Regions from separate parts of the Danio rerio genome. Here region 1 is linked to region 2. Evidence: chromatin contacts called from public Micro-C data. All regions are on one chromosome and are shown on one strand. The core of a region is the stretch at or near the end of the contact, and the rest is flanking DNA. Distances in the headings are between cores, read along the strand shown. Region 1 holds the start of fam169aa (family with sequence similarity 169 member Aa). Region 2 overlaps cert1a (ceramide transporter 1a).

The links. Hi-C and Micro-C count contacts between places; a contact is called where the count stands out from the background.
Region 1: a Micro-C map of caudal fin shows a contact between it and region 2, with 3 times the contacts expected there. The contact joins the promoter of fam169aa here to the enhancer-like site in region 2. A contact is called at or near these places in 2 of 18 Hi-C or Micro-C datasets (caudal fin and an unstated tissue).

What each region holds. Positions count from the first base shown.
Region 1 is chr5:55,160,056-55,164,244 of GRCz12tu, reverse strand. fam169aa (family with sequence similarity 169 member Aa) reads right to left here and starts at 1,920. Exons shown (of 10, transcript NM_001045367.1): 1 at 1,826-1,920. It also overlaps a transcript of arsk not described here.
Region 2 is chr5:55,031,702-55,035,588 of GRCz12tu, reverse strand. The region is part of intron 7 of cert1a (ceramide transporter 1a); the gene reads right to left. It also overlaps a transcript of arsk not described here. Among named protein-coding and RNA genes, the nearest start is that of cert1a, 39 kb to the right of the region's middle. Within about 2 kb of position 1,863, at least 2 of the 62 cell types and tissues checked have an H3K27ac peak or open chromatin away from gene starts, as enhancers often do. A contact at or near this core is called in caudal fin, where this site is marked.

The DNA.
Region 1 (4,189 bases), core at 671-3,170, 130 kb before region 2:
TGTGGTCCTTCACTGACTTAGTAGATGCAAAAAATAACATCAAACAGCCATGTGTAGACTATCCTGACGCAAAATGCAGCGAAAATCCTACACGACAGTAAGTTTGATTGCAGTGTCTACATGTCTATACTGCAGTCAATAATGTCAGTAAAATCAGCATACTCCACGTTAGTTTGATTTCTGTATAGTTCCATTATGACCTTAATTATTGATTTATATCAGACCTTAATGATTAAATTAGTCAAAAAACACTGTTTACATGGTAGACTCTTAATCAGAGTATTGTCTCAATCGCATTAAATTAGGATTATTGGTGTCCATGTAAACGTACTTAATGTCAACTTCAGATAAACTTGCTATATTCATGCCTTCAATTCAAAGGTATTAGGGTTATCAGATTATAAAGCTGCTCTCCAAGAGTATCACATTCACGTGCGCTCCAAAAAAGTATAGCTGATGTTTTTTATAAAATGCATTGTACAGAACAAATTTAGTATTGCCCATGGGAAGTGCTTTGCACATGGCATTTGCATGTGAGTTTGTAGGTCAACATAAAAACAAGTTTAGATTATTAGCATATGTGCTGTTGTACTTTCTTTAAAGTCTCTTCAATCATTCATTTTCATTCACCTTAGTCACTTTATTTATCAGGGGTCGCCACAGTGGAATGAACCGCCAACTATTCCAGCATATGTTTAAAGCTATTTAAAATAATTTATCATAACTTTTTGTCATTTTTTGTCAACATAACCACACCAACTGCAATATATTAATGAAGCTTTTTATTTATTTGAATAAAGAAATCACAAAACACAAACTTTCTGACAACTTTCACACAAAGCGAATGCTTAATCCAGTTACAATGCTATTAAAATTATCTAAAGTTTGTACACACAGAAATGTTACATTACAATGTTGTCACTGGGACTGTATTTAAAAGCTACAATTTTGTACTTTTATAATACTTAAGTACTGCAACAGTGTCAGATTTCGAACGTGTATTTCTGTGAAAGGTCGTCAGTACATGGATCGCCTGACAATAGGTTTGGTAACACGGTGTACTTAAAGCGCCCTAAAGCTCGTGGGTGTGTGTGCAACCTCGCTGCAGGAATCTTCGCATTTAAAGTCCCACGAACTAACCAATAACCAACCCAACACTTTTGCACAAGTTACTCCATCTCAACCAGCAAAACTTGTCTGTAAAACATTTAAAGACAAATACATCAACACTTGGAACCCTTTGTTTATGTTTTGTAATTAGTTGAAACTTGTTTTTGGTGGGTTTGAGTAAGGATAGCTGTGTATGCGCGCATGTTTGCAAACATTTCTATATTTTAACATCTAAGGATTATGTGGGCCCGTCGAGTGATTTCAAGCTACTGTTTAGCTGGAGTGAGCAGGATTCAGTTGCAGTAGCCTACAACACAGGGAAAACATGCAGCCCCGAAAAGATTGCAATTGCATAATACAGCGCACATATGTCATTAATAATGAACTAATTGATTTAAACATTCCAGTCGTGCTGTTACATGTTCTGCAGCTCTGCAAGGGGGAAACTGGTGTTTAAAAACAGCTTTCTGAAAATTATTATCAACACAAATGGTCAGACATATGAGTAAAAGTGATATTTTTCAATAAACATGCAGGATTTATTCAGTATAAACACTGCACCCTGTGAACTCGAGCAGGAGAAGCTTAGTAAACAAACACTAATCCAGCGCGCTGAAGATGCGTATTTGGCACGTCGCGCCATTACATTGTTGTTTTGATTTGAAGAACAAAATTAACCACCCAGAATGTGTCATAGAAAAAAAGAATAACTTACCTGGCTTTTTAAAATTCCCGGCGTTTATGATTTATTTTTTTATTCTCGTGAACCTCAGTGCATGAATATTACGTGGCTGTTACATAGTTGTGCATACGCGCGTGCCGAAGCTCCCTCCCTCTCGTTCCCTCCACTTTGAGCAGCGCACGAGCAGCCAACGGGAGAGGAGCGCACAATCGCGTTATGCAATCACAGACTAAATCTGGAACGCGTTTTATATAAAAAAAAACAAATAGATCTGACACCACGTAAACACATATGAAGTATTAGTGGAATTTAGAAGTCCATACTAAATCATAAAAGTAGGCATTTCAGATAAAATCGATGTACGGTCTTAAAATGATAACCCGGAAAAATTACTGATGCAGAAAATTATTCAGAGAAAGCAGAGAATGCTCAGAGAGCATAACAAGCCACGACTGAAAAAATAATCATCGGTTTGCCACTGGAAACAGTAAAGAAACACCCCAGAGGGTAGAGTCCAGCCCCCTACGTTTTTTTTCCACATGCCATTATTTTATTTGTTTTGCTATTGAATATTAGCCTATAAATCAGTGATATAATCTTTACAGACCCCCTATAATATATAAAACCAAAGTCACATGAATAACCAATACTGCACTCTCAGAAAAAATGTTGTATACCAAAGAAGGTACAAACCCTTGGCATTGGGGCAGTAACTTTTTATGGGACAGAATTGTACCTTAATACAAAGAAACTAATTTGTGCTATTGCAGTTTGTACTTTTAAGGACAAGGACATGATTTGACCCATGGAAAACCTAAATGTACCTTTGGTTTTTAAATCTGCAAAAACAATATTGTACCCCAAAGGCACAAATCTGATCTATGACAAACCACTATACAATACCACTACAGTGACAAGACATTTTGTACCCTAACATTGTCAAAGGTGTTTCTTCAAGAACTATTTAAATACATTTTGCTTCATCCAAAATGCCTCAGTTTATTTTCAGTAAATATAAAACATCAAATACATTTTTAAACAATGTTTTAAAGACGTTTCTTGTTGTGTAAATGCACCTTTTCCATTTATAATAAAGAATAAAAAAACACTAACATAAATCAAAATATCTATTTTTGCTAAACATTTCACAACTTTTTTCACAAAAAGTTACAGAAATACATTCTCCCATGTACAATATTAAACAAACAAACAAACAAACAAACAAACAAACAAACAAACAAACAAACCAAAAATCTCCAATTTTCACATGATGCCTTTGTAAGCATGTCAAAGTTCATTTAATTTACTTAATTTTAAAATAGAAATGCAAACATATTGTAATGAGATATGCACAATGTTTAATTAGTTTTACAATACTAAAATGTTTGCATGAACACTTTGTATATGCAGGACTTTCGCCAGATACTAGTGGAAGGCAAACACCAAAAGGTGCGAATATCAATAATGAAACTGTAATTATCAGTAGATGTTTTCTAAATGTTTATTAAAAAGCCTTACATGTTTACTTTCCAACACCTAAAGTTTTGTTTTACCATTTTTTTGTATTATAGAACTTAATAATAAATGTTTACGAGTTTCTTTAAACATACAGTTGAAGTTAGCATTATTAGCCCCCCTGAATTTTTAGACCGCTTGTTTATTTTTTCCCCAATTTCTGTTCGACAGAGAGATTTTTAAACACATTTCTAAACATAATAGTTTTAATAAATCATTTCTAAAAACAGATTTATTTTATCTTTGCCATGATGACTAAATAATGTTTGACTAGATATTTATCAAGACAGCCCAAAGTGACATTTAAAGGCTTAACTAATTAGCTAACTAGGCAGGTTATGGTAATTAGGCAAGTTATTGTATAACGAAGGTTTGTTTTGTAGACAGTCTTGAAAAAATATAGCTTAAAGGGGCTAATAATTTTGACCTTAAAATGGTGTTTAAAAAATTAAAAACTGCTTTTATTCTAGCCAAAATTAAACAAAAAAGACTTTTTCTGGAAGAAAAAATATTATCAGACATACTGTGAAAATATCCTTGCTCAGTTGAACGTTATTTGGAAAATATTTTAAAAAGAAAGTTAAAGGGATCTAATAACCTCAACTGTATGCTTTTAAATGAAGATTCTTGTTTTAATAGGAGTTTATTTATAAATCACTTTGCCTTTCCAGTACTATTTATTTTTAGAGATGTTGTAATAAAGGAGTTGTCCAACACTTATGTACCTTTTATATGAGAAATATTGTGTAGCTTCATTTCAATTAGACCATAAAAGGTACAGAACAGTACTATATAAGGTCTTATCTGTACCATAAGGTACAACTTTTACAAAGGTACTTAAGGAACATTAAGGTCCTTAAGGAACATTATTTGTACCACTGT
Region 2 (3,887 bases), core at 614-3,113:
TTTTTAGAGTTTTTGATTGAATTTATATTCCAAAATTGCATTTTTACATTTTATACCACCCACACAGTACCTAATGATTTCTAAACCAAAACAAAAAATACTAAAGGGTTCAGCAACAAATAAAAATAAATAAATAAAAAAAAAAAAAAAAAAAATCACATACATTTAATTAAATAAGAAATAAAGAAATTCAAATAATAAAGATAGACACAAAATACATACATGCATACCAAACAGAATAAAAATGCATTAATTTGTAGCCTAGCAACATGTAAGGTGACAGTGCTGGAAAATTTCAAGTCCTGACGTGCCAACCTTTCCCAACCCCCTTCCCCTCTCCATTTCCAACTATGCTTCAGATCCTCATACAGTCCTGTCACAGTAAAGGCAAAAATGCCCAAAAATACAAATCTGGTGCGAGGGGTAATCTCTGTACAAAATGCAATCGCTGCTGCACACGAGAACAAAAACTGTCTACATGTGGCACCCAAGCATGCAAGCTATCCATATAAACACCCAGATATTTATAAGAGCACACTTGTTTAATGGGCTCTGCGTCAATAAACACAGGTAAATGATTCCCAATTGACTTTGGATCAAAAATTATTTCCTCAGTTTTGTTGATTTTAATAAAATGGTAGTTTAAAGTGCACCCTTTAGCAAACCTTTCAACCTCTAAATGGTAAACTGAGGGGTTACTGTGTTCATACAAATGGCTAAGTACAGCTGTGTCATCTGAGTATTTTACTACAAGGTTACTGGAATTATGACTTTGTAAACATTACATTACTGTACAATACAGTAGCGCAATAGGTAGTGCTGTCGCCTTACAGCAAGAAGGTTATGGTTCGAGCTTCGGCAGGGTTAGTTGGCATTTCTGCGTGGTGTTTGCATGTTCTCCCAGTATTCGTGTGTGTTTCCTCCAGGTGCACCGGTTTCCCCCACAAGTCCAAAGACATGCGGTACAGGTGAATTGCTAAAGCTAAAATTGTTCGTAGTTATGTGTGTGAATGAGAGTGTATGGGTGTTTTCCAGTGATGGGTTGCGGCTGGAAGGGCATCCGCTGCCTAAAAACATATGCTGGATAAGTTGGCGGTTTATTCCGCTGTGGCGACCCCAGATTAATAAAGGGACTAAACCGAAAAGTAAATTAATGAATAAATAAACATTGTAAACAAAATTAGGGAGCTAACAGAGCCTTGGGGAACACCTGTGCTTGTCCTTCTGATCTCTGATGAGCTGTTATCAACCCTGTCCTGCTGCTTTTGATTAGTTGCTAATAAATATATTATTATATGAATTATGCTAATAAATGTTTTCTTCAATCAATGCTGAAAACAACTAAGCTGCTTCAGCTTACTATGGTAGCTGATTTACTATGGTAGCCATTTTACAGCAGTTATTTAAAATAGAAATCTTTTGAAATGGTACAGTTTTGATCCATAAAAGTGCTTATTTAAAAAAAAAAAACAAGACTGCATGCATTACTGACTTCATTCATTCATTCATTCATTCATTCATTCATTCATTCATTCATTCCACTCCCCTCATCACTCGACCTCAGGAACTTAAACTAAGCTTCAAGTTTGCTTACAAACAAAATCAAACAAATGTCAGTTCAGGATCTAAACTGAGAATCCACAGCAGAACAATGACATGAGGCAGGACCTCTGCCAGCCTCACACTTCAGTGAAAGCAAACACACCCGCTTCAACTGTCTCTCCAGCTACAGATGCCACCAAAGATACCATTGTGTCTTGCATCTTTGAAAGCCCATTCATTAAATAAAGGGTGGAACCAATTTCATCCATACTGAAAACTAGCTTGAATAGCCAACAGAAAGCCAGCATTCAACTCAGCAAATAAGTCAAATGCTGTGTCAACAAAACATCAGGTACAGCGTTAAACCTTCACTTGAGAAGCTTTGGGTGTTGTACACAAGACATTTAAGGAGTAATTCAGTTTAATGCATAATAAATTAGATTACTTCTGAAACTGTGAGGTGTGGTTAAGGCAGAATCACTAAAACACCCTTACCTGTTTTTAAAGTGTCACAAGACAACACCCGACAACTATCAAAAGGTGGAAACGTGACTCAACTAAACGACATAATCAAACAACAACACCAGAAAATACACAGAGGAAACACAAACAACTCAAATATATTCAGTCTAAAAACACATTCATTCAGACATTTCAAACTGAAGGCAAACAACTGGTCAACTGAAGCATGTCAAACCTACAGTGAAGAAGCTGCTCTGAGTACACAGAGGAATCCAGTTTTCATTAGCACTCCGTAGAGACCCAGATACCCAGTTCACTACGGAAGCACTGCACACCGTAGTCATCCTCTACAATACAAATCACAGTCCTCAAATTAGGAATTCTTGGGAGTTTCACCAAAAGCTTCATTCAGTGCAAAGGTCCATCTTTTCTGACAGTGAAAAATCACACCCGCCTAGTCCCTGAGGCGGCTGGAATTCATGAAGCTGCTTCCTGGCTCGGGATATATTCCGGGGGCTGGACTGTAGATGGAAAAAAAACTGGTCTGGCAAGTGGCAGCAGAAGCTTTACACTGAAACGCTAATGGCGTGTGGTTTGAAGACGTGCTCCCACATAGAGTGGACATGAATGAGAGGAATGCAAAGCTTCCGGAGACTGGATGCACTTTTGTTTTAATGAATGTGCATTTGTGACTCATCCAGAAATTAAGGTGTTATGTGGGAAGTGTATGGGAATTTAAATAGCAGCCAGACAAAGCTGTAAGATGCTGAAATGCGTTATCTAATAACGGGGGATTCAGCACTGTGGAAAAAGCATTAGCTATTATGAAAATGAGAAATTATTAATATTTCCTATAAAACTGAAACTGTTTTTTATTGTAGACTTGTACAATTTTACAGTCAAAAGGGGAAGATATTTCGAAGAATGTCCAAAATGGAACAAAATGAAAATTTATTCTTGGCTTTCTAAAATATATAGATGAATAATATAACTGCAAAGTAAAGTTACACAGGAGAAAAATATATATCAAACACATTAAACAGAGCAATTAGGCAATTTGTTAGCAGAGCAGGTGTCTGTTAGAACTTCTTAAGGGGCAAACTGCATTAAAAGTGCTAACGATATCTTATTACACATCTCTCTCTGTAATACTTGCTTCTGATTGGCTAATCTCGACATTCCAAGGTGTGTTATTCCTAGATAACAACAATAATGCAGGCTTATCTTGGCTATATTCATATATGCTGTTGTTGACTGTTTGGTGCCATCTTGTGACTGAATACTTATTGTGCTGTTTTGGTTTGTCAGTTTTAAATGACCTTAGAGTACTTAAAAGTGTTTTGTGTTTAATGGTTTAGTTTTGTGGGAAGCAGCCATGTAATAAGGGGTACAATGTACATCTAGCGGAATAAAGCCCTTCAATAAAAAAAAAAACAAAAAAACGGCAGAACAACCATCTAGATGTACATTATCCTTTACTTACAAGTTATTTTGAAGCTCTTATTATAAAACATGATTCATTCATGTTGTCACGATGCTGGAATTCGATACCAATCGGTAATTTGGACACTGAAATATTGGACACTGCAGCGTTTTAAAGCTGCGAAGATCAGCTGGTCTATTTATCAGCTGACAAACCAGTGATCCGCTGATAAATCGACTAATTTTCACAGCTTTAGTGTCCCTGTATCTGTGGTTACACTCAGTAAAAGGTGGTGAGTTTGGTGAACTGATTACCTTCACAGCCAATCACAGTAATTTCTGTTGAACATGAGAACACAATGGCAAATCAGCACTATTTAAGAAAGTGCTCAATAGCACTTAAATGTTAGTGGGAAACTGAATTTTTACAAATTCTATTACCGATTGCTATCGATTTTCAT